Regions from separate parts of the Mus musculus genome. Here all the other regions are linked to region 3. Evidence: chromatin contacts called from public HiChIP or PLAC-seq data. All regions are on one chromosome and are shown on one strand. The core of a region is the stretch at or near the end of the contact, and the rest is flanking DNA. Distances in the headings are between cores, read along the strand shown.

Region 1 (2,946 bases), core at 113-2,612, 660 kb before region 3:
CTGTAGGTCACAACTTCCTGAAGCTCCAACTCTAGGGAGCTTCCTCTGGCCTCAACTCCGCCCTCCTCTGGCCTCCATGGGCACTTCACACAAGTGGAATACACACACACACACACACACACACACACACACACATAAATAAAACACTTTAAAAATGGCAAAGAAGATGTCAGCTTTACTCGTGTTTCTAAAGATGGTTAACCAGCGGTAAATATGTAGGGAACAGCTTTCGATACTGACACAAAGTCTAGGCAACTTACAGGAAGTATGACTTTAAATGACTTGTAAATCATCGCTGGTTCACAATTCCGAGGGTTCTAGTCACCTCCGGTGGAAGGCAGAGAGGAAGGAGGAAGAATGTATAAAAGGGCTGCTCGCATGGTGGCTGGGTCAGGAAGCAAAGAGAACTAGATGGGAACCAGTCCCTGGCTGGACCCAGCCCACTCCAAGGGACCCAGGCTAGCTAGCCATGCCAAGTCCTACCTCTTAAAAGCTACCCGACATCCCCAAATAGCGCTACCAACTGGGAGCACAAGCTCACACACGTGGGCCTGTGCAGAGGAGTCATTTTACATTTAGACCAAAATTGGAGTCAAAGTTTTCTAAAATGAGATTCAAATAAAACATTTAAAAAAAAGAATTAATTTTAAAAAACCACCCTAATATATGCACATATTGAAACATTACTCCTGATCTTATAAATCTGTATAATTATTATGAACCAATTAAAAACAAACACATTTACATAAGTAATTCTGTATTCAAAGGAAAAGACCCGGACTCCTGCGGTAATGATGTGTCAGTGCGGCCTTTCGGGTCACGTGACTCATCAGGACAGAGTGGGAGCTGAGTGACAGATGAAATGGCCGAGCAAACCCAAGGTCTGGACTGATCTACAAGGCACAGCCTTAGGAGGTGCACCATGCAGACAGAAGAACAAACTCCCAGCCGGGGCAGTTGCAGGGAGAACCCGCACATTTACGAACGATGAAGGACACTAGAGGATCCAAAGTAAACGACCAAGAAACCATCGAACCACCCAAACCTACAAAACGAGAGTCGGAGGGAGGGGGGATAGGAGGAGCCTAGACCGGAAGCCAATGGAATCATGGGTACTGTGGTCAGGCGTGAGCTGGAGAGCATTGTTCTAAGGAAGGCATCGGGAAGGGCTGAAGATGCTGAGGTGTGTGGTCAAAAGCTGTCGTCTTTAGATGGTTCCATAAAAGTGGATGTTTGCTGGGGTGTAGCGCAGTGTGAGAGGAATTGTCTCGAGTGAAGAAGGCCATGGGTCGGGTCACTCCCCAGCACCACAGACACCTATGTTTATGGAGTGGAATTAAGCCAGCATGGCAGCATTTGAAAATGGCCTACCAGGGTATGGGGAGGCCAGTGCAATCTTCCAGAGGGCCTCTGGGTAGGGGAAGGGGGTTCTCTACCAGGGGTCGTGAGTCAGTCCCTCTTTCCATGCTGTGCCGGCCTCAAGTCTGAGCTTTGCTTTTCCACAGGAATGCACAAGTGAGGCCCCAAGGGTCACAGCTGTCACAGCCTCTGATGCTGCTCATCGCGGCTTTGTCGCCTGACCGGAGGACCTCAAGAGCGCGCTCCTTACATGCACCTGTGCGTGGTTTTGACAGCTGTGGAAGGCGCATCTCCTTTCGACCCAACCTTTAACTTTTTGTTTCTGACCTTTTTGTTGTGCCTGTGGTGACAACATGTGTTGCTTAATGAGCCATTTTAAAGTGCACACAGCTCAGGGGCATGTAGTATGTTCACCGTGTGTGCAGCCACCAATTCTCTGGTTATACAACATTTTTTTTTTTTTAGAGACAAAAGACCCAACGTGAAGGACGTAAGGAGGATTTATTTTGACTCCTGGTTTTGGTGGTTTCAGATCACAGTTCTTATCTCTATTAATTCTGGACCATGGTAAGGCTGAACATCATTATGGCAGGAGTGTGTGGCAGAGGAGGCTCATCTAATGATGGGAAGGGGGAGGGGAGAGAGAGAGAGAGAGAGAGAGAGAGAGAGAGAGAGAGAGAGAGAGAGAGAGAGAGAGAGAATGCCCTGGACAAGATACCCCAGGTCCTACCTTCAGTGATGAATGTCCTACTGATTCTAACCCCTATAGTTTCCTTAGCCTCTTAAATAGCAACACCACGTAGGGTCAAGGTCAACGTGCAATACCAGAGCCTGTGGTTTCCTATTCAAATTCCAGGGCTTCCCCTCTGTGCAGCCTCTCTTTCCTTATCCAGTCCTCTCCAGGTTTCTCCTGGCGCCCTTGCTTCAAGCCTTTGGTTTCCCAGCAAGGACCTCAGACAGAGAGAAGCTGTATACAACAGGCTCACTTCTCTCACCAGCCGTCCATCTGGCATACCTAGACCCAGTGGCAGGCTGCAGGGATGTGTTCCGTTCTGGGAACTCAACCAGCAAGTTTACCTGACCTTCCAGGAGCAGATGTGGGTGCACCATCGTGTCACATGTCCCACAGATGATGTAGACACGATCCAAAGGAGTGGTTGATATAATAGTTCCTGAGAGTGTGTGTGAGAGAGAAGGGTGGGGAGGGGGATGAGGAAGGGGGAGGGGAAGGGGAGGGAGAGAAGAAGGAGGGAGAGAGGAGGGAGGGGAGGGGGAGGAAGGGGAGAGAGAGAGAGAGAGAGAGAGAGAGAGAGAGAGAGAGAGATCAACCCCTGTCTATTCCACCCTGAGGATCTTTGTGACTATAGTTTGTATTTATATGAACAGTGCCAGTGCTCAGTGCTATGCCCCTTTGCATTCAGTCCTCTGAGTGGCCCTAGGAGGTGGTGACTACCTTTGGGTCCACAACACTGAAAGGAGTTAGAGCATTACCCTGGTCAGCCCAGGTGCTCCAGGTTAGCCCAGGTGCCCCAGGGACAGTAGGCTGACTCTCGGTGGGGCTGGAGTTTAGAACTTCTGGTATCTGAC
Region 2 (2,961 bases), core at 444-2,943, 540 kb before region 3:
TGTGGGGAAGGGAGCCAACATCTTCTAGAGGGTCCCAGGATGGGAAAGGAGCTGAGGTCTGCCTAGCCAGTCTCTCCCTCACTATCCGGGACCTTACAGGATCCCCTGCACCTGGTCACCCTGTCTCTCTGCCCCTAGTTTTGGGTCTCTGCAGCCTCACAGTAGCGTATGTTCTTTCTCACAACTTTGGAAAACCACTGTCTCCATTTATTCTTGGGTTCCTGCCTCCATGGTCATGTTCCCTTGATAGGCTAGCACAGCCTAGCTGGCCAATGTCCATCTCAAACTATGACTTGCAAATCTGTTTCCCGTTCGACAGCTGAGTGGCTTGTCATGCTCCCACCCTGTGCCCATCGTTCCTGGTCTCAGAGACACAGCTTGCTCTCCATGCAGCGTGAGAGGGAGAGACGGTGGGAACAAACTTGTCCCGGATGCCTGAGCACCGTTCTAGCTATCTGAAACCAGCAGGTTCAGGACAACCCCAGGGAGAAGACATTCTTCTCCATTCATTTGGGAACTTGGTCTCCTGACCTAGAACTGAAAATACAGAAATAAAAGCAGGAGGGTCTCCAGGCCTAGTGACTTTATTTTATATTCTGTATCTGTATTGACTTAGTATCAGGGGAACTGGTTTTAAAGCTATTTCCTGTGTAATTAACTTCTCTAAGCCTAAGGTGACTACCCTGTCCCAGTTTGCCTAGACTTAAACCTGTGTGTGTGTGTGTGTGTGTGTGTGTGTGTGTGTGTGTGTGTGTGTGTGTGTGTAGGGTATGACATCCTTGGGTGTCATTTCTCAGATGCCATACACCTTGTTTTTTGAGTCAGGATCTTTTGCTGGCCTGGAATTAATCAAGTAGGCCAGGCAGGCTGCCCAGCAGGCTCAAGGGCTCTATCTGCTTGTCTGTGCAAGGACCGTAGATGGATGTGTGCTTATGGCCCACAGGAGATTGGACTAATGTTCTCATGCTCGCATAGCAAACACTTACTGACTAAGTTGGCTCCTCAGCCCCAAACCATCTTGTTGGGTTTGGGGTTTTTTGTGGGGAGCAGGGAGATGTTTTGGGCTTTGGTTTTGGCTTTTTACAGTGGTAAGACCTGTGTCCCCAGAGACTACTCAGTTCTGGGCAAATGGGTCCAGTTGGACACCCTTTAAAACTAATTCCCTCATGATGAAATGATAATAGTGGAGTTTCTGTGAAGTTTCTCTGAAAAATTGCTCACTCAAAACCTCCAGGATGCTGGCATATATACATACATGCACATATATGTACACATGTTCATATATAGGCACTCAACTGATGATTTCTTAAATTGAAAACTTAGTTTACTGTAGCAAGTTAGGAAGATGCAAGAGTGGAGGGGGGCTAAAAAATGGGCTTCCATAGTTTAAATGGGTAACGATTTTAAATGTTGACGAACATAAGGAGATCCCTCGCAGAGGGTCTCATGGCTCTCTCGTAGGAGTGCCCCATTAAGGTTCAGTTAAGTGCTCCAGGTGAGACTTCCTCTGACAGGAAAAGCGCTAATCCCATGCACTCTCACATCTGAAGAAGCAAAGTGGATGAAACTCCCCTGAGCAGAGCCACAGGAAATGCCTTAGAACCCTGAGTCTTAGTCTTATGGGTTAGCACCTGGCTACCCTGTGGCATTGGCTTTTGGCCAGGAGATAGGACAGGGAGGCACAGATGAGAGGCTCCCACGAGAGCCTGAGTCTGCAGTTCACCCCCTGTGACTGCAGACGCGTAGTCTTCACACGTCCGGTCTGGTCACCACATCTGTAAAATGAGGAAGAGAAAGCAGACAAGGTGTCTAACGGACAGACAGCAAGGAGGTCCAGAGCATGGGTCCACCACCCACGAGGCACCCATAGGGCAGTGGCTTTGGGGGCTGTCATTGTACCCTGTGCCTTGGCCCATGTCCTCATAAGTGATGATGGTGTGAACTAAGGCGCTTCTTGGTGCATGGGAAGTTCTCAGTAAGTACCACTCATTTTGTTGTCCGCCCCCTACTCTGGGCCTAACATGGAGGTCAACCGTGCCATCCTTCCCTCCCTACATCACCAAGGGTTAATGAATAATAAGCATTTATTAGGGTGTTTGGTTAGGTTCCTTTTCCCTCCTGAGCCTGCCCTATCACTCAGCTGGCTCATGTTGAACTTGAGGCAGACTTTAGAACCTCTTGATCTTTATGAGAGCTGTAGGCAAGCCAGGTCTCCCTCACACTGCCCTTGTGCAATTTCGTTTTGGAAACCGTGTTCGAGACATTAGATTTATTGATGCTGAGTTTCATCTGCTTGCTTTTGACCCAACATTCTCCACTGTCGAGATCATCCCAGACTCTAAATCTGTCAGCTCCTCCAGCTTGGAGTCATCTGCAAATTTGATGCACATGTTCCCCACATCTTCATCCAAGGTCTCAGCTTGAAACAACTATTTTTATAGATAAAAATAGACACTGAGATACAGGCCATTCTGCAGATCAGAGGGACCCACACTCAAGGCTGAGCAGCGGGGGAAACTCACCATGTGGAAGCAGGGGCTTACGACCCTAGATCAGATGTAAGACTTTTCCATACGTATGCCACTTACATGTGCCGGTATCTTCTCCCGAGGTTCCAGAATGTTTCCAGTGATGACAAGGAGAGTTCACTTCAAGGCCACCTGTGGTCACTTCCAACTTCTAAACCTGAGTCTACCAGGATGGGTTGAGTCTGTTGGCAACAAAGGCAGCCCCCAAAGCCAAGACCTGCCTTTCCCTATCCCACTGCTTCTCTAGCCAAAGATACCTGCTACTCATCCAAGAACTGCATCTTTATTGGCTCAGGGAGGTACAGGCCGTGGTGACTTAATACACTGCCTGCTTCTAGGGGGGTGGGGGGAGGGTCATGGAGTCTGAGCCACACTAAGACAGAGCTGCTCTCGGCCACCAGGAGCTGCCCATGGTTCTGAGCACAACCAGCCC
Region 3 (2,700 bases), core at 27-2,526:
TGTGAAAGGGTCATTTAACTCCAAAGAGGTTGAGAACCATTGTCCTATCAACTCTCAGAGTATGTCATACAGAAGCAAGAGTCAAATTAAGGAGCCATGTCTCGGGTGGCCAGGCTCTCCACTCCAAGTCCTGGGAGCTAACATGATAAATATCAGGCTGATGAGTAGAACGTCCCCGGTCTCTCCAGCATCTTTCCCATTTGCCACTACCCATCACAACCCCTCTTCTACATCTTCCTTGGGTCTCAGGGTCCATCTCACACAACTCAGTTTGGGGGGTGTTTAGGGAGCCATGAACAGAACTAGAACCTGGAGGGAGAGGGGCCTCTGACTTTCTCAATTAGAGATTAGAGCTTGAGCTGTCATTGGCAGGGAGTGATTTGGAAATGCGAGAAGAAAACTAAATAGGAATGAGCTAAAGAAGGAAAAGTTCCGGGGAAAAGGTAGACATCAACCCATCCACATGGTGAGACAGAGAAGGAGCAAACATTAACTCATCCATATGATGGGGAAGGGGGAGGACCAAACCTTAACCCATCCATGTGACGGAGAAGGGGAAGGACCAAACATCAGCTCTCCCATATGATAGGGATGGGAAAGGATAAAGCACTTAACCCATCCATATGGTGGAGACAAGAAGAACCAAAGACAAAACGTGTCAGGGTGGCTGGATGCCAAGAGGGGGCTGGGTGTCTGAACACTGGCTATTTCAAGAAGAGATCTGAATATCATATGAGGAGGAGAAACTAGCAGAGAGCCCACTGTGTCTCATCTTTGTGAGTGGTGTGCATGAAGACCATGGTGGCCTTTACTTCCTTTCAGTTACTTTTAGTGCTTCCTGGAATGTATTTTCATGTCAAAAGTGGGTCACAAGAAACCCCTGTGTGTACTCCAGTTATAGCAATTTAAAAAAAAATCAAAACCATGTGCATAGATAGTGTTTGCCGTAAGCAAGCATGTAAGGCTAATGGCATCAGGAAGTGGCTGTAACTGCACAGGGATGGCAGGCGAGAGAAGTGAAAGTTGTTAACAGCAGGCCATTACCTTAGCTTCCTGGGCCCCGGAAGGCTGCCTTCCTTCCCCCCCACCCCCAACACAGAGGTTTCCAGGCCTGGAAGGTACTCTCAGGACCCAAGCAGACTAGGAGGGTCTCCGTCTCACTCTAAGTGCCTTATCTCAGGGAAGTGACAGTGACAACAGCTTTGTTGGTTGCCGCACGCCACTACTGACTCATCTGATGCTTCCGGCCCTCTAAAACCCAACATGATTTTACCAGTGCTGTTGACCCAGCCACACCACATCCTGTCTGCATCTGGTGTGTGTGTTAGAGCAGTGCATGTGTAGAGGTCGCTGTCACCTTTCATCTCCAGGGGTAGCCATTTTGGCCCAGTGTTAATGTCAGGCCTTTGGTGATCCAATCTGCCACTTGTCATCCACCCTCGCCTGCCCACCTATCACTCAGAAGTAGGGCAGTTTAGTGTCAGGTGAGAATTGGGGGTTTCTACTTTTGAACCCACACCTTTTCATTGTCTACTAGCCTGGGCAAGCACTTACCCTCTCTCTGCTTTCATTCCATGGTCTGTGGATGAATGACACAGGCAGACTGTGCGGAGCTAAAGGAATGACTTTCACTAGACACCACAAGAGAGGCTCACACACATTCATCTCTCCTCCCCATCTGAAATCCATTCTAATCATTGAAAATGGTATTGACTAAAGAGCCCTTTGACATCCACTACAGACCCCATCCAGACTGGTGTAGTGAGACTCCTCTGATCATTTTGACTGTGGCCTTGTGACTAGCTCCTCATCCATTTAATATTAGATTCTAATTCTTCCAGAATCTAGCCCTGGTTCCTTATTTGGGGACCAGCTTATAAACATGAGAAATCACTCATTGGCCTTGACCTTTGTGTATAGAATTTATCATTACAATAAAAAGCAACAGACCAAACTTCAAGAGATTCCCTTGATTCCCAGTGGCCCAGGGGAAAGTCCAGCTGACCCCCCCCCCTTCAGATACCGCACCCCACCCATATGACCCCTAAGTAGCTACCCTTATGTCCTCAAGAGAGGCATGGACAGCTTGCCTACCCTCACCATGTCACAGCTAGTGGAATCAGTTTTGACTCTTTGGCCTGACTCCCCCCCCCCCCGCCCCAAGCAGAGAAGGGCAACAAAGCTTCATTCCAATGGACCAGAGCTCAAATTCCAGCTCTTTACCTATGAGTAAGGGCCTCAGGGGAGTCGCTAGGCTCTCTGACATCAGATCAGGTCGGGGGTAATGAGTCTAGCCTCCCTGGAAGCTCAGGACTTTGGAGGGGGTCCTCATAGAGCCTACCTTTTTCTTTGTCTCAGTTCCACCAAGACAGCAAGTGTTCCTTCTACCTTCTTTCCACACACACCCTACATGAGAAAAGATGAAAATCCAAGTCCCTGCAACCATCCAGGACTAAATCATCCATTTAAACACCACCTTAAGTTCCTTACTCCTAAAAACAAGAGGACCGAATCAGACATCAATAACGTCAGCTTCTCCCAAGCGAATGCTGGGTGCTGCTTGTCACTCAACGTGGATCAGTTCCAGGCTTGGTGAGCAAACTCTAGAAATGTGATCCTGTGAAAGGAATAGCCCCAGCACCGGGGCACATGAACCCCCAAAGTCCACTCAGCTTCATCCCCTGCTCTGAACCTGCTTTT
Region 4 (2,941 bases), core at 249-2,748, 750 kb before region 3:
GAAAATAAATGGACTGGGAAGGAGGGCAAGGTGTGGGGGGGAGAAGGCACACACTCAGTTTTCAGTCTGTTTTCCTTCCTGGGGTAGGCTGGCTGGAGATCAGTGATCCAAATGATGAGACGCTGCGGCATAGATCACTGCGTGCAAGACACAAGTGAGCTACATACTCATTCCAGGCACAGTATCAAATCCTAAAGAATCAAAGATCTGTAATAAATGTGTGAGTGTGTGTGTGTCTGTGTATATACACAAATATATATGTATGTATATATACACCCACATATATAGATGTACATACATACACACAAACATATATGTACATGTACACACATATATATCTTGATGACATGTATATGAGACAATTTTAACTTGTCTAGCTTAAAAGACAATGTAGAAAATTATACACTTGAGTATCTATTTGCTTATTTTCTATTAGTCAATCTATTTATCTTCTATCATCTGTCTAATCTATCATCTATCTTTACTATCAATCTGTCTTGGGTTAAAGAAATCCCTTTGAACCTGATAGCAAACCCAAAGACACCCAAGAAGTTTGGCAGATTGAGTTACCTAAAAAATTTAAAAAGTCAAACAAAATTGGTGGTGGTGCACGCCTTTAACCCCAGCACTCAAGAGGCAGAGGCAGGAGGATCTCTGGATTTAAGATCAGCCTGGTCTACAGAATGAGTTCTAGGACAGCCATTGCTACACAGAGAAACCCTGTCTTGAAAAACAAAACAAAACAAATCAAAACAAAACAAAACAAAACAGGCATCAAACTGAAGCCAGCACAGGACAAGTGAGACGATTCTTGATGGCAACCCTGGTGGTTTGAGTTCAGTTCCTGGGACCTCCAAGATGGAAGGAGAGAGCTGACTCCTGTAAGTGGTCCTCTGACTTCCCCATATACCCAATGATATGCACACACTCCCATAATATAAATAAAGATGTAATCCAAAACCGTAACAACAGGATAGGAGAAATAATTTGCTGCTACAGTCTACTAGAAAAAAACAGATATACATTCCATAGAATCCATTCCTGTAAATCAACAGATCCAAGCAGAGGGGAGTCTGTGTGTTGAGCAACACACCCACTCACTCACCCTCCCAGGACGTGAACGAATGACTCATTATCATTACGGAGGAAAAATCATCTAAGAGACATACAGCCTTAGTAATATCTAAAGATATTTACATTTCGTAGCCAATTGTTGTCCTGATAATTGAGGTCGAAGTCTACCATTGTCCTGGTAGCCTTCTGGGCTTTGTGGCTTTGTGCAAAATGGAGGACTCTTTTTTTTTTTTTTTTTTTTTTTTTTTTTACTAGCAGGGCTTCCTCTTAGCTTTGATTATGATTACCGGTTCTCCCCATAAGAACCCATTCAGTTAGCACCTGAGATTCCCGGAATGCTTCCAGGTGCTAATGAGGCAGCTCAGCACCTTAAGCCTTCAGCCAATGACTTTTGCCCATCCTGGATACTCCTACCCCTGTCCCCAAGACTATGTAATGCTTGAATCACCTCATGGAATGCTGATCTGTTCCTGCAGCTGGTCTGGGTGCCATCATTACCGAACGTGCTCACAGAACTCAAGGTGTAGAAATTTGTATTTTAGCTCATGATTTCAGAGGTTCATCCCTAGCTCTTGACTGCAGGCACTTGGGCAGAACATCACAGTGGTGGGGACATGCAGTCAAGGTAGTAGCAACTCCCATCCCAGCAGACAGGAAGTGAGAGCAACCCAGGAAGCAGCCAAGGATGCTATGGCCTCAAGAACACCGCCACCCCACCCAGGACCTACTTCCTCCAGTTATAGACCTGTCTCCTAAGTTTCCGGATTCTCTCTGAAAGCAAGACATTCAAGTCGCAAGCCTATAAGGGAACATCCAAGCCACGAGTAAAGGTGTGGTTTTGAACACTTGTCCTATGCTAGATAGTGTTCTAAGCTGGCCTGGGTGTCTTCTCAATCACTTTCTTTTCTTCTTCTTCTTCTTCTTCTTCTTCTTCTTCTTCTTCTTCTTCTTCTTCTTCTTCTTCTTCTTCTTCTTCTTCTTCTTCTTCTTCTCCTCCTCCTCCTCCTCCTCCTCCTCCTCCTCCTCCTCCTCCTCCTCTTCCTCTTCATCCTCCTCCTTCTTCTTCTTTTTCTTCTTCTTCGTTCCATTTTTGTGTTTTTATCCGTTTCTTGAGAATTCCATACAGTGTATTTTGGTCACACTCAGTTCTCTCCCATGCCTCCTGAATCCACCGCCACCTTCCCTTCATGTAACTTTGTGGTCTTTAATCCCTTCCACTGGAATGTGGTCTTGAACCAGGGTCTGTTTTAGTGAACCCAGAGAGCACCAGTTTGGTCAAGCTAGCTGACCAGTGAGCTGGAATCTGCCCATCTCTGCACTACCCCCATCCCAATGCTGGAGTTACAGCTATGCACCACTGGTCTTTAGACAGGTTGTTTCAATGAACCTAGAGAGCATCAATTCAGTCAGACTAGCTGTGAACTCCAATCTGCCTGTTTCTGGGCCACCTTCACCCTGGTTCTGGGTTATAGACATGCACCATGAATCATTGTGCCTGATTTTTTTATATTGATGCTGAGGTCTCCAGGCCTTTGGTTTAGGTAATAAGCATTTTACTGACCAAGCCCCTCAGTCCCTTAGTGAAGTTGTTTGGTTTTTTTATTTTTTTAAACATGATTGACATATGCTGGGCTGTCACTGTAGAAAACACAGTGCCAGAGGCTGTGGAGTAGACTGGACATCTCCTTCCTTCTGAACAAAGGTGCCTCCTGCAATGTCCCTGCTGCACTTGGTTCTCTGTTTTCTTCCCAGTGCCATGTTCCTGTGATACCCTACTCTAGTCCTTAAAACCCAGACAGCAAGCTGGGCACGGTGGAGTTAGATAAAGGTGCAAGGTTCAGAACTAAGTAGGTGACTGACGAACACT

Evidence for each region. HiChIP or PLAC-seq counts read pairs in DNA pulled down with a chosen protein or histone mark.
Region 1: a contact with region 3 is called in an H3K27ac HiChIP or PLAC-seq map of microglia, with 9 times the contacts expected there. The contact joins two enhancer-like sites. A contact is called at or near these places in 3 of 39 promoter capture datasets (the C10 cell line, hippocampal neurons and pre-B cells), 5 of 15 datasets of contacts at CTCF or cohesin (embryonic stem cells, large pre-B cells, pro-B cells and 1 more), 119 of 484 Hi-C or Micro-C datasets (the AML12 cell line, B cells, the Ba/F3 cell line and 70 more), 20 of 115 datasets of contacts at active chromatin or transcription factors (CD8 T cells, T-cell acute lymphoblastic leukemia, Th17 cells and 14 more) and 1 of 9 other capture datasets (liver).
Region 2: a contact with region 3 is called in an H3K27ac HiChIP or PLAC-seq map of double positive thymocytes, with 5 times the contacts expected there. The contact joins two enhancer-like sites. A contact is called at or near these places in 2 of 15 datasets of contacts at CTCF or cohesin (large pre-B cells and pro-B cells), 9 of 484 Hi-C or Micro-C datasets (the N1E-115 cell line, adipose-derived mesenchymal stem cells, large pre-B cells and 2 more), 8 of 115 datasets of contacts at active chromatin or transcription factors (T-cell acute lymphoblastic leukemia, double positive thymocytes, fibro-adipogenic progenitors and 5 more) and 1 of 9 other capture datasets (embryonic stem cells).
Region 4: a contact with region 3 is called in a FOXA1 HiChIP or PLAC-seq map of pancreatic cancer cells. The contact joins two enhancer-like sites. A contact is called at or near these places in 1 of 15 datasets of contacts at CTCF or cohesin (embryonic stem cells), 2 of 484 Hi-C or Micro-C datasets (bone marrow-derived macrophages and nephron progenitors), 3 of 115 datasets of contacts at active chromatin or transcription factors (acute myeloid leukemia, embryonic basal ganglia and pancreatic cancer cells) and 1 of 9 other capture datasets (embryonic stem cells).

Annotation. Positions count from the first base shown.
Region 1 is chr9:61,051,244-61,054,189 of GRCm38.p6, forward strand. It overlaps Gm33699 (a long non-coding RNA gene), which reads left to right. Exons shown (of 6, transcript XR_003948174.1): 2 at 768-1,183; 3 at 1,506-1,926. Among named protein-coding and RNA genes, the nearest start is that of Gm46116, 4.2 kb to the right of the region's middle. Within about 2 kb of position 1,363, at least 10 of the 459 cell types and tissues checked have an H3K27ac peak or open chromatin away from gene starts, as enhancers often do.
Region 2 is chr9:61,167,403-61,170,363 of GRCm38.p6, forward strand. No RefSeq gene overlaps it. Among named protein-coding and RNA genes, the nearest start is that of I730028E13Rik, 30 kb to the left of the region's middle. Within about 2 kb of position 1,694, at least 49 of the 459 cell types and tissues checked have an H3K27ac peak or open chromatin away from gene starts, as enhancers often do. A contact at or near this core is called in T-cell acute lymphoblastic leukemia, double positive thymocytes, microglia and 1 more, where this site is marked.
Region 3 is chr9:61,706,820-61,709,519 of GRCm38.p6, forward strand. No RefSeq gene overlaps it. Among named protein-coding and RNA genes, the nearest start is that of Gm34770, 47 kb to the left of the region's middle. Within about 2 kb of position 1,277, at least 124 of the 459 cell types and tissues checked have an H3K27ac peak or open chromatin away from gene starts, as enhancers often do. A contact at or near this core is called in T-cell acute lymphoblastic leukemia, double positive thymocytes, microglia and 2 more, where this site is marked.
Region 4 is chr9:60,958,648-60,961,588 of GRCm38.p6, forward strand. No RefSeq gene overlaps it. Among named protein-coding and RNA genes, the nearest start is that of Gm5122, 57 kb to the right of the region's middle. Within about 2 kb of position 1,499, at least 6 of the 459 cell types and tissues checked have an H3K27ac peak or open chromatin away from gene starts, as enhancers often do. A contact at or near this core is called in pancreatic cancer cells, where this site is marked.